Linked DNA regions of Capsicum annuum: region 1 is linked to region 2. The links are chromatin contacts, called in public Hi-C maps. All regions are on one chromosome and are shown on one strand. The core of a region is the stretch at or near the end of the contact, and the rest is flanking DNA. Distances in the headings are between cores, read along the strand shown. Region 1 overlaps LOC107851081 (a long non-coding RNA gene). Region 2 overlaps LOC107850760 (co-chaperone protein p23-1).

Evidence for each region. Hi-C and Micro-C count contacts between places; a contact is called where the count stands out from the background.
Region 1: a Hi-C map of leaf shows a contact between it and region 2, with 4 times the contacts expected there. The contact joins two enhancer-like sites. A contact is called at or near these places in 2 of 5 Hi-C or Micro-C datasets (leaf and placenta).

What each region holds. Positions count from the first base shown.
Region 1 is chr12:85,200,936-85,207,356 of UCD10Xv1.1, reverse strand. LOC107851081 (a long non-coding RNA gene) reads right to left here. Exons shown (of 4, transcript XR_001668867.2): 3 at 5,948-6,421; 4 at 4,039-4,554. Among protein-coding and RNA genes, the nearest start is that of LOC107851081, 11 kb to the right of the region's middle. Within about 2 kb of position 2,911, at least 1 of the 5 cell types and tissues checked has an H3K27ac peak or open chromatin away from gene starts, as enhancers often do. A contact at or near this core is called in leaf, where this site is marked.
Region 2 is chr12:85,124,057-85,130,892 of UCD10Xv1.1, reverse strand. LOC107850760 (co-chaperone protein p23-1) reads left to right here. Exons shown (of 6, transcript XM_047401872.1): 4 at 1,355-1,392; 5 at 1,484-1,535; 6 at 1,646-1,873. The coding sequence ends at 1,752. The region is part of intron 1 of LOC107850761 (a long non-coding RNA gene); the gene reads right to left. Among protein-coding and RNA genes, the nearest start is that of LOC107850761, 4.9 kb to the right of the region's middle. Within about 2 kb of position 2,397, at least 4 of the 5 cell types and tissues checked have an H3K27ac peak or open chromatin away from gene starts, as enhancers often do. A contact at or near this core is called in leaf, where this site is marked.

The DNA of each region.
Region 1 (6,421 bases), core at 1,662-4,161, 76 kb before region 2:
TTGTAAAGTCATAGTTAGGATCCACAAGCCCTCTATTCAAACTCTTTTAGAAACTAGAATGAGTGACCATAATCAGTTGACTGAAGAGTTGGGATTCTCTAAAAAATCAAATACCCCTCAATTAGAAGTTCTGGAGGTTTAGTCATCTTGTGGAATGAAGATAAATCAGTATCAATGATATTAATATCTCCTCTCAAGGAATTCATATTGTTGTCCAAGTTATCAACCCACTCTTTTCTTAGTTATTCAGTGCTATATATATTAGTAATTGTTTTGGGAAAGGACACTACTAAAAAATTGTAATTTTTCAAAAGATAATGCAGTCGGAATATAGTCGAAAAATAAGAAATTTCGGATAACTTTTCGACTGTTTTAGGATAGTAGAAAAAGAGCTTGTTGGAAAAACATTTCCGACTACAGTAGTTGCAACATGTAAATTATAAAATGATCAAATAAAAATAATACTCTAGCTAGTGCAGTCGAAAGATTAATAAATAATTATTTAATAAATAAAATCTTTCTGTTTACTGTAGTCGAAAAATTATAAAATAATTATTTAGTAAAATATTTATTTCGAATACAATAGTCGGTATATTGATTTGTTCAATTTATATTTCGACCACTATACTCAAAAGTCTTAACTTTTTTCTAGAAAAGTATTTACTTTTCCGACCACCATAGTTGAATTTTTTTTTTTTTTTTGTCAGCAATAGGGTTGTTTAATTAGTTTTCATTGCTCTCATATTACAAACGATAACAACATACGCACTGTATTTTTTACAATAGGATTTGAAAATTACAAACACAACCAAAATTTAAAAATTCCACCACTTAAACATAGAGTAAGTATTTGAAACACCCAAAACAAACATCAAGTCAAATAGTTTAAACATCCCAAGAGAACTTTAAGTCTAAATAACATCACAATCCAAAAAAAAACATCGAGTCAAATATTTTAAACATTCCAAGTGAACTTTAAGTCTAAAGGTCACAATCAGAAACAAAAAACGACAACTACAATCTAATCATCATCAGATTCACCCTCTTCCTCATCATCAAATACTTGAGGCATGTGCTTCTTGACCAATTCCTCAAATTTAGCAAACTTAGAAAATTTAGCATCATTAGCTGCAAACTGTTGCGTCAACTCTACAATTTTCTTTCTCATCTCTTCAATTTCTTCCATAGTTTGAAGAGGAGTTGGGCAACAACGAAGGACTACTCGAGGATTGGAGAACCACAAGCCTGTAGGTTCAACCTTTTTTTGGACCACCGGTCACAGTTGTCCATATTTTAGTCATATATGCAGGTGATGGTTGGACCATGGTACCATCCTCTAAAACACGTTGGGTTTGATGCCAATCTTCCGTGCATTTTTGAAGTCTTCTTGAAAGAAAAATAATTTGTCATTATGTAAACAAACTAAGTTGAATAATAAGAAAATACTGCATGTAAAGTTATTATCTTACATTTGTATCCTTAGCATGCATTTTGACCCAATCTTCTCTTATACTGTCCTTCCCTTTCTTCTTATGCGTCTCTTCGAAGGCCTTAATAAGAATTACATTTTTTCCCCAATTTAAGTATTGCTACAAAATTTTAGAAAAGAGATACCAGTAGCCACCAAATCTTTGAAGTCACACAGTGAAAACAAATGACAACCTGTATTGTCACATATTTGTACTCATGCAACTATAACAAATATATAGGGGCAAGGATTGAATCCATACACAATAAAGAGATATGATGGAGTTTTTTTTAACAAATAATGAATAGAGTTCCTGCTGGAATATGACAATATCCACACACCTACTACATGTACTAAGGAAGCAGATGCTCAAGATAAACAATCCTTCAAGGAGATACTTTTGGATAAAACTAGAGAGCTTAATCAAGAATATCGACAATACATAAAAAAAAAATAAAGGGTTAGAACCATTAACAGACTCTATATTGCTCAGAACAGAAAAACAAAGAATATATCAGCTCCGAAAGCACTCAGTAATAGTCAAATTATTCTCAAAACGATTATCCCATAATTACTTGAAGAGTGAATGACATTGAAAGTGAGGTACTTGATTTTTACCACCAGCTATTAGGCACTGGTGCACATACACTACCAACAATCATAAATAAGGTCTTAACCGCACAAGTTCCTTGGGAGATCTTATGATAAAGTTGTAATCACATTGGCATCCATTACATCAAGAATCTGAATAACATTTGTTAGATAATGATAACATTTCCAGGCAATGAATTATAAGTTTACAACTCAGAATCATACCTATATACGCTATATTTTCATTTCTAAAAGGGATTTAGTAGGATATATATAATGTGAGGATGATTCTCAAAGAACACCAGAACTAATCTTTTAAAAAGAACTCCAGGATTTGCATGCCCCATAAATAGTGAGCATGTGAGGATGTAAGGAAAAAGCTTAAATTGAAACACAAGGTACCGACTACATATTCTAATTAGTCAAAAATATAGTGCAGTCTTCTTTACCATCAAAAAATATAACCTTTTCTCCTTTGCCAAACTCTTACGCTTTTGTTAATGGGATCGAGATTGTCTCCATGCCAACTGATCTTTATCTCCGCGGAGATAGCGATGGCATCATGTTGGCGGGGCAGAATAATCGTTATTACATCAATAATAACATTGCTCTTGAAAATGTGTACAGCCTGAACGTGGGGAGCAATTTGGTTTCGAGCACAAGGGATATATGCATGTATCATGTGTGGGCAGTAGATGAAGACTTTGTAGTTGGATATGGCTATCAAACTCCTCATTTACATGTCAACATCACTTACACTTTTAAAACCCCGACTTACACTGCGCTAAACATAGTCTAGACAACCTCTAGGATGATGGCTAATTACAGCAAGAGCCTGGATTGGATATTCCCTCTAGATCTGGGTTTACCATCTTTTTAGGCTCTATTTTTGTGACATTCAGCTGGAAGTTAAGGAACGGAACTATCGGGTTTTTGATATATACATTGGAAACCAAATGGAAGATCAACTGGGTGATGCAATTCAATAGAGTGGCGGTTGGAGAGTCCCAATGTACACAGACTACGTGGTGTTTGTGAGAGATTCAAATGGTTGACGAGGCAAGAAAGATGTGTCACTTGAATTGCGACCTAACACGGAAATAAAAGTTGTGTATGAAAATGCTATCTTAAATGGCTTAGAAATTTTCAAGTTGAGCCATGCTATCTTAAATGGCTTAGAAATTTTCAAGTTGAGCCATCCAAAAGGAAATCTGTCCGTCCCAAATCCTAAATTGTGGTTAGAAGTTCCAGCGAATTCAAGTTCAAATAAAGAATGTGAAGTAGAAAATTGAACATCTAATCATGTTGCACATTTTAAATTCACTTACACCATTAAATCTCACATCCCCCAGTAATTTACACACTCTTCGAGCAAGTCACTTGATGATACATAAATATAATCATGTTGCACATTTACATGATTTTATGTCCACCATTCACAGTAACAGAAAAACAAAAGATACCAGATATGGACAGGAGTGCTTTTAACTTAAATAAAACAGACAGTGAAATAACACGAGTACTCGTTCAAAAGGAACAACCAACTAGAAATCAAAATCTAAAGTGACATATATACAACCCTTTGTCTTAAAAAATGGCGCACATGATACATCGAACTTCAGAGGCGTTTCCAGCTCATGATCTACCATTTTTGTTTATTCAAAACCATAACGACTAACCCAGAAATCTTGAGTTCCATAAATATCACAAGGAATAAATTACCATATTATGAGTTTATCATCCCAGAGAAGCATTGGTTAAGTCTTGTTGTGAAATAATGACCCCTTGTCTTTTCAGTGATAGATTCATAATCCTGCTGACCCATACTTTATTTCTAAAAATATGATTTGGACTGCAATAGCAGCGCTAATAAGTTAGTGCATAAAAAAATTCTGAAGTATTTGACCATCTATAGAAAACTGAACTTCTAATCATGTTGCACATTTTACATGCAAGTCATTCAAGTTTAAGACAGCTTCTTTCCCTTGCAGTTTGAGCTACATAAATCAATTGATGATAAGCTCCAGAGTGTTGTTTACAAACCACCCTTAGGATATATAATGGATATATGTTAATTGGTTATAGTATTACCAATCCAACAATTTGTAAACGATTGAAGAACACAGATTAGTCTTACCAATTTGGCAAGACTTGTGAACAATATTTGAATATCGTGTCAAATAGAATCGCTAGCACGAATGTTAGTATGTCAAGTACTATTTTCGTTGGTGGGTAGCAAAACTCATCGAACCTCTGATACACAACGAGCCACCCGTTTCATAGGCCCGATTTACCTTTGCTCGTTCCCTCTTCGCCTTATATTTCGAAGTATCCCATATTTTCAAGAACTTGACCCACACTTCTTTCGTAAGCCAACCAGATTTTTGCAATTTTTTTTGGGCCTCATACAAGTGTTCTTTGATTCTTAGAGATGCTTTCAACTAGAAAATGGCTTCTGTTTCTTTTTCATGACAAGACCTTCATCTACACTTTGCCTGTAAAATAGTTTAATATAAAGTCATGAAATGAGTTAATAGATACAAAGGAAAAACTACCTTTAGGCAATCAAATGCATAGCTTATAAAATAGCTGCAAGTTAATAAAATCTTCATATTACTATAAAATAAATTTAAGAAGTGAGCCTACATAGCCACATCAAAATGATTGCCAGCCAAATGAATGCATAGTTTAATGGATTGACATTATCAGGAAGCAGGTGCAAAGAACGTTTGACATCTGAGTCTTTGACAATCTTTTTAGATAGATATCACTTTTTAAACTGACCACTTTAGAAAAAAAGAAAAGTAGAGCAAGTAGGCATAGCAATATCACTAGAACCTGCAATATGGAACTGTTCCCTTTTCTGTTTCATCTTTTCTTGTTGATATTGTGGAACTGTTCATAGCTTCCCTTGTTTTATCTGATGAAGTTGACTAGTTAAAGACTCAAACTTTAGTAAAACTGGTCTTAATTGTACCAAAAGTTTAGGTAAAGTTACTTTTTCCCCCAGAACAATGAAATCTTGAAAATGACATCTTACTCCTTTGTTGTGTTGTCTATAAAAGTACAACAGAAAACCAAGAAAATATATGCAAACGAAAGTGGTTGTTTTGATCCTGCTACTCATCATGTGCAACATGGTGGACTAGCAGAAGATGTTTTGCCATACGAGAACAACACACATATCATCACAATTCCTCCCAACAAGATGTGGCTGCTGCTAACGCCTTGGAAATAGAATTTCAGTAAGAAATTGAATCTTCAAATGGAACAAAACTCATAATTAGAATGGTAACTTCACTAGGCTTGTCATTTAGTGTTTTGTCGAATACTCAAAATATGCAGATTTTTGAAGGATTAACTGTTTATGCCAGTGCAATAGCCAAGAAGCTCATTGAGGTTGTGGGCATATAGTATGCAACAATAGCACCAACTAACAGCTATTAATAAAGTGGCAGCTCTTTTATTTATGGTAATCTTTCTAAATCCTTATTGAATATGAAGTTGATAATTCTTTTTTGTTAACTAAAAACATCACCACCAGTGGACTGCAATGATTTACTTCATCATACTTCAATAATTAGCAACGAATGTTAAGCATACCAAGATTCAGGGACTAGAAAAACCTATTTACTTCAAGTTTCACAGCATAATGAAATAGTAAATTCTTTGAATTTTGATTATACCATAAACTGATTCTACATTAGAATTCTGATTTCATATTGAATCTTGTTCCAACTACCCCACCGCTTATTGAAAAATGATATAATTGCTTCTATAACCATATGCCCAGTGCTATATGCGGAATGAACCTCGAATAAAATTACATTAAATCATCTTAGCTTTCGAAAATTTTAAAAATTAAGAAAAAACATAAGGGTTACTTACCCATCACCATCATGGATGATAATTAGCATCCCGTAATTGTCATATTCTAATACTTCTTTAAATTTCATGTTTTGGGAAGCAGCTGTTGTAGCACTATCAATGGATAGCGATGTTGATATGCTAGAACCTCCATTTCTAGCATCCATTGATAGTGCTAGAACCTCCCTTTCTCAATCAAGAAAGGCTAAGTGTGGATGATGTCAAAGGCACAGATGAAGAGCTACTATGCAGACTATTATGGGCAGAAGAGATATGGAATTGGTCAGATGTTGGTGGCATGAAAAATGCATTTGCTAGTGAAATAGTTGACCTAGGAGGAGGAGGAAGATTTGTAGTAGCTGGTGGAGGAGTTGTGGTAACAGGTGGTGGTGGTGGTCTATATTGACCTGCAGGAGGATTATCAGGTCCTTCCTTACTTTTCTTATGCCATCCATTACCATTACTCTTTAATACCATTAAATTTCTTTAGTAACC
Region 2 (6,836 bases), core at 1,148-3,647:
TTCCACAAGTAAAACAAGTGTCTTTTCTTTTCTTAAAATTGGGATTATTAGGTTTGTAACTTTGAGACTTATTACCATACCTTCTGTTATGGCTGTGTTGACCTTGTACTAAATGTGTGTTGAGCGCAGCCTACTTAGCTCTGAATGACTCCTTTCTGTTGGTATCTTCAATTAGAATATGAGTTATTACTTCCTCAATAGTAAAATTTGTCTACTTATGTTTTAAGTTATTTTTATAGTCATTCCATGATTCAGGCAATTTTTCAATTAATACTCCAGCAACATATTTTCCTGGTAAAGCGATGTCCTCAGCCTTCAAATCTTCTAACAGTTTTTTATATTCATTTATTTGAATTTTTATTTCTTTCACATAACTCATTTGTCAATTGTAAAAATTTTTCAACCACAAACTTTTGTTTGGTTACATCTTCAGCTGTAAACTTCTTGATTAAAGCTTCCCAAATGACTTTTGCTTCTTTGCAACTGCAATATACATCAAATAGTTCATTAGAAATTGTTTGTAAAGTAGTATGGCGACATACCTTATTGGCATATTGCCATGATTCCAAAATTTTGCTATCAACGTCTGCACCAGGTTGTGACAAAGCATATGCAACACCATGAACATCAAGTAGTGAAAAAATTCGTTCTTGCCACCTTTTAAAGTTTTCATTAGCAAATATTTCAATATTTGAAACATCAGGAAATGGTTTTGCATATGGTAGAACAACCGGAACAGGAGTATTAGGAGCTACTTCTGTAGCAGAAGTACCGGGAGTAGAATTATTTGTCATAATTTCTTAGATTGTTGGGGAATAATAATAATAACAGTTAATAATACTGAATATTAAATAAATATTACTACGATATTATTTTAAGTGGTATATTAATTATACTTGAGTCGTGCTAAGCACGGTCCTAAGAAACTATTTCAGCAGTGTGAAATATTTTCCCAGGATTAAACAAACATTTTCCTAATTAATTAAAGGATACAGGAATCAACAAAATTATTAGTACAAATACCAGCAAGTTAAACTATTATAACTAAATCATTAAGCAGGATTATAAGAGAGAAACTAAAGAGGAAATTAAGAATGTTAATAATTGTTGTAAGGATTGAAGGAGTATTTATAGGTAAGACGTAGCTTCTCAAGTACACCTCTTGATGACTTCTAGAGTAAGCCTTCTCCAGTATATCTCCTGATGGCTTCCAAAGTAAGCCTTCTCAAGTATATCTCTTGATGGCTTCTAAAATACATTTAAAGATATAGCTTTTTCAATATACTTCAAATTATTTTGAAATAACTAAATAATTTTCCTACAATATTTACCATGATTTAAAATTTTGCAGCAGCTGGACCAGATATGGATTTTGGCGACATCGACTTTTCGGTAAGCATGATCATGAAATAAGTATACTGTAGTTATTGCTGTTGATATGTGCTGATCTTGGGCTTACATTACCTTTCTCTTGATATTTCAGCAACTCAACATGGGCGGTGGTTCGGGGGATTTTGATGCCGATGTGCCTGAAGGTAAACCTGTTTTTTTGTTATGCAGCTAGAATTGATATCCAAGGGTCACGTGTTGGGATTGGATCTTGTTTCATCCCCATTTTGGATATATTATGATGTGATTTTTGCAGGAGAAGATGATAGCGACACTGAAGAAGAAATTGAGGAAGGAAATCATGGCCATAGTGAACCTCAAGCAGCAGCTACTGCAAGCACTGAACTTGAGACAAAAGCTTGAGAGATCCCACTTTTTTATGCTTTAGTCAACTGATATTTTATTGCTATATACTGCTGATTAGGGGCATATGCAGAAATTGTTAATTGCTGGTACTTGGTATAACATATGTAGTTTGAAGTAATGTGTCTGCCTGTTGGTTGTGGAGCTTAGGTTTGGGCTTTGCATTCAGTGCCCATGCATTTGGGATTATGTGGGAAACTGACCAGATAAAGTAGAACAATGGTATCATTCTTGGTTGGGAGAAGAAAGTCGTGGCTTGTGTCTTTATGTGGCTTTGAAGGTTGCGAGTTTACCAATCGTTAGCACCTCAAGGGTGGTAAATTGGGTGGTGAGGCAAGTTATGTTTCATTCGCAAAATCTTAACCTTCCCTACCTCACTTTGCGTATCATTTTTTTTTCCCGGTTTTTTCACATGGGGCACCTCACACACTGCAGAGACCTGATATACTTCGATTTAACTTTTTTCAAAAATCTTCTTTTGTTCCACTGTTTAGTCAAACATAGCAAGTTTGGAACAGTAAAACTCTGTTAATTTTCATTTAAATTTGTCATCTAACCTGAATTTGCCGTACCCTGTCTTGTCCCAATTTCTCTTTGTAGCCATCTTTGACTGATAACGTAATATGATATGATTACGTATGAGATCTTATTTTCTTTATTATTGCTACTTAAAGTCAACAATAAAGCCAATTCAGTTGGATCCTTAGGTAATGTGCATTAGGGTCAGCGTAATTTCCATATATTTATTTATTTCTCAAACGCGCAATACTCCACGACAGCATTAAACACCAACACAACGAATGCTAGAGATGTATTTCGAGTTTCTGTTTGCCAGTTATCCCCTACCTCGAAATCAGTCCATCAACAGCTATCTTATCGTTCTTACGTTTAGATGATTCACACAAGATAACAATGTCATCCTCTCTTTCTCAAAACAGTTGGAAAATACTAAGGGAAGAAAAATGAGCTGAAAGTCCCTCTAAGTCTTTAATTAAATAAAGGTGACAAGTAGGGTTGTTCAAAATCGACCCGTAACTGATAAGCCAATCACAAAATTGACTTATTGGCTTATTGGTATTGGGTTATTAGATTAACGGTTGGAAAACAGATTAAAATTTTATAGTTAACGATTTATCGGTGCGGGACTGGATTACTCAATTTTCTTATTGGGTAAATCGTTAACCCGTTAAGAACTATTATAATTAACTTTTACCATTAGCTATATACTTTAAAGTACCTATTATTAGCCCTAAAGCTCCATTTAATATTCTACCGTTTCTTAAAATTGATCAAATCAAAACGTCATTTCTTAAAGATCAAACCAAAACAAGTTATTTTACTCTCTATTTTGGACTTCCGATTATGGCAAGAGAGCTACATGTTGTATTAGCTAGCTCACATGCATCATAGTTATATATGATTTGATACGATTTTCGAGTTGAATTTCTTATTGATTTGCTAGCTCATTAGTACGGAGTTTGGACCATATTAGACTAGTTTTGACTTCTAATATATAAATATATTTACTTAAGTATATTTTGATTAATATTTGTTAAATGGTTGAACCAATATACCGCTCGTTAACCATCCAATAATTACTAATCAGAATCGAACCAACCGATATCTTATTCGTTGGCTAGTGAATTAGTATATTTAAAAGCCGATATCCGATAAGCCAAACCGTTAAGCATATTTATCCGTCTGATCCGCCCGATAAGCAGCCCTAATGACAAGTGAGTTCCACAATATTATCTATCTATAATATAATCTATATCTATAATCTATAATATATTAAAAGTGTGAAGGGACCTTAGAAATATTGTTTGAAGTTTTTGCCCTTTTATTAAAAATCTTTGTTTTAGACAAAATCATTTTTTCACTATTTTTTTCTAATATTTAAGAGTTAAAAATTAATTAAATATACAACAACAACATACCCAGTATATTCCCACCTAGTGGGTCTGGAGAGGGTAGAGTGTACGCAGTCCATAACACTACCTCAGGTGAAGTAGAGAGGTTGTTTCCGATAGACCCCCGGCTTAGAATCAATAACAATATAACAAACACAATACCATAAATGCATATAAACTTGTACAGTATGCAAAATAAACTAACAACGTTAGCCACAAGATAATACTAAAATTATCAATTCGAAATCATAGACAACACTTAACACCTACGAACAAGAAACTTCAGACACAAATACAGAACACTCCCCTGTTGTTACCGACTCTCCCACCCTCTAATCCTCTACCATAATCCGTATCCTCCACACCTTCTTATTAAGGGTCATGTCCTCCGTAAGCTGTAACTGTTCCATATCATTCCTAATCACCTCCCTTCAATATTTCTTCGACCTACCTCTCCTCCGTCTAAAATCATCCATATCCAGTGTCTCACACCTCCGCACTGGTGCATCAGCACCCATCCTCATTACGTGTCCGAACCAACATAACCTCATTTCGCGCATCTTGTCCTCCACCAAAGCCACTCCCACCTTTTCCTGAATAATCTCATTCCTCACCCCATCCTTCCTGGTTTGACCACGCATCCATCGCAACATCCTCATCTCCGCCACTTTAACTTTTGGATGTGGGATTTCTTAACTGGCCATACAACATAACCGATCGGACTGCCACTCTGTAGAACTTACCTTTAAGCTTCGGGGGCACCTTCTTATCACATAAAACTCCCGAAGCAAGCCTCCATTTCAACCACACTAACCAATATGATACATGAAATCCTCATCAATCTCACCATCGCCCTGAATCATAGACCCCAAATACTTGAAACTCTCTCTTCTGAATGGCCTGAGAATTCAGCTTCACAAATATGTCAATCTCCTGCGACTCATCACTAAACTTACATGAAACTCTCTCTTCTGAATGGCTTGAGAATTCAGCTTCACAAACATGTCAATCTCCTGCGACTCATCACTAAACTTACACTCCAAGTACTTCGTCTTGGTCCTGCTCAACCGAAATCCTATAGACTCAAGGGTCTGTCTCCAGATCTTCAACTTATCATTAACTCTTCCTCGAGTCTCGTTAATCAATACCACATCATCTGCAAATAACATACACCAAGGCACCCCTCCTTGAATATGCCGCGTCAACACATCCATCACCAAAGAAAATAATAAAAGGGCTAAGAGTCGATCCTTGGTGCAACCCTATCAAAATCAGAAAGTGCTCCGAATCTCCACCTACCATCCTCACACGAGTCTTTGCGCCATCATACATGTCCTGAATTGACCTAATGTACGCCACAGGAACCCTTTTATCCTCCAAACACCTCCACAGAATCTCCCTAGGCACTCTGTCATATGTCTTCTCGAGATCAATAAACGCCATATGCAAGTTTTTTTTCCTCTCCCAAAATTGCTCTACTAATCTCCTCACAGGGTAAATGGCCTTAGTAGTCAAGCGGTCTGGCATGAAACCAAACTGATTCTCAAAGATAGTCACAATCTTTCTCAGTCTCAACTCCACCACCCGTTCCCAAACCTTCATAGTATGACTCAACAACTTAATACCTCTATAGTTGTTACAACTCTGGATGTATCCCTTGTTCTTATATAAAGAAATCATCGTACTCCACCTCCACGCTTCAGGCATCTTTGCCGCCTTAAAAATGATGTTAAACAACCTTGTCAACCACTCCAAACCTGCCCCGCTAGTGCTCTTCCAAAAATCTACTGAAATCTCGTCTGACCCCGTCGTCCTACCCCGATGCATCCTCCGAACTCCTCAACCTCAATATGCCTACAATGACCATAATCGTAAACTCCTCAGACTTCTCCCAATCCCCCAACACGAAACCTTCCCTCTCATCGTTCAAGAGTTTATGAAAATAGGACTGTCGTCTCTTTCTTATAAGCGCATCCTCAACCAACACTATACCACCCTCTACCTTGATGCACTTCACTTGGTCCAGATCATGAGCCCTCCGTTCCCTAGCCTTAGCAAGCCTATACAACTTCTTATCCTCATCTTTCTCCTCTAAAGCAACATATACGCTCTCAAAAGTTGTTGTCTTAGCTGTCGTAACCACTAGCTTAGTCTCTCATCTAGCTACCTTATACTCCTTCTTATTCTTCTGTCTTCTCCCCATCATCCTTGCTCTCAACCAACTTGGCATAAGCCACTTTCTTATACTCCACCTTTCTTTTAACCTCTTTATTCCACCACCAATCCCCTTAATGCTTACCAAATCGACCTCTCGGGACACCCAACATCTCTCTAACGGTCTCCTTAATGCAACTAGCAGTCGTCTCCCACATACTACCCACGTCCCCTCTACTCTCCCAACACTCCCTCCTCTTCAACTTCTCCCTCATCTCCAAAGCACCAACCAATGTCAAGCTACCCCACTTAATCCTGGACCAAGCCTCCACGCTCCTCTTCTTTCTGCCCTTGTTAATTACTAAGTCCATCACCAACAACCTATGTTAAGTCGAAAGACTCTCGCTAGGTATGACTTTACAGTCTTTAAATAGCGCTCTATCACCCTTTCTAAGGAGCAAAATATCAATCTAAATCTTGGCCACTGAACTGCAAAAAGTAATAAGGTGCTCCTCCTTCTTCGAAAAGATCAAATTCGCTATCCATAACCCAAAAGTTCTAGAAAAATCCAAAAGAGAAGCTCCACCTTCATTCCTCTGTCCAAAACCGAAACCGCCATGCACATCATCATACCCTCTCGACAAAGACCCAATATACCCATTGAAATCTCCTCCCACGAAAAGCTTCTAAGTGCTCGGAACGCCCCTCACCACCTCATCCAAAACCTCTCAAAAGCTCTTCTTCTCCTCCTTGTCCAAACCTACTTGCGGAGCATAAACACTAATAACGTTCAGTGAAGATCCTCTAATGACCAACTTAACAGACATCAACCTATCACTGACTCTCTTAACCTACACCACCTGCTCCCTGCTCCCTGAGATCCTCATCTACTAAGATACCTACCCGTTTCTCTGTCTCACGCTACCCGAGTACCATAACTTATATCCATCCACATCTCTAGCCTTAGTGTCTACCCATTTAGTTTCCTGGACACACGCTATATTAACCCTCCTCTTTCTA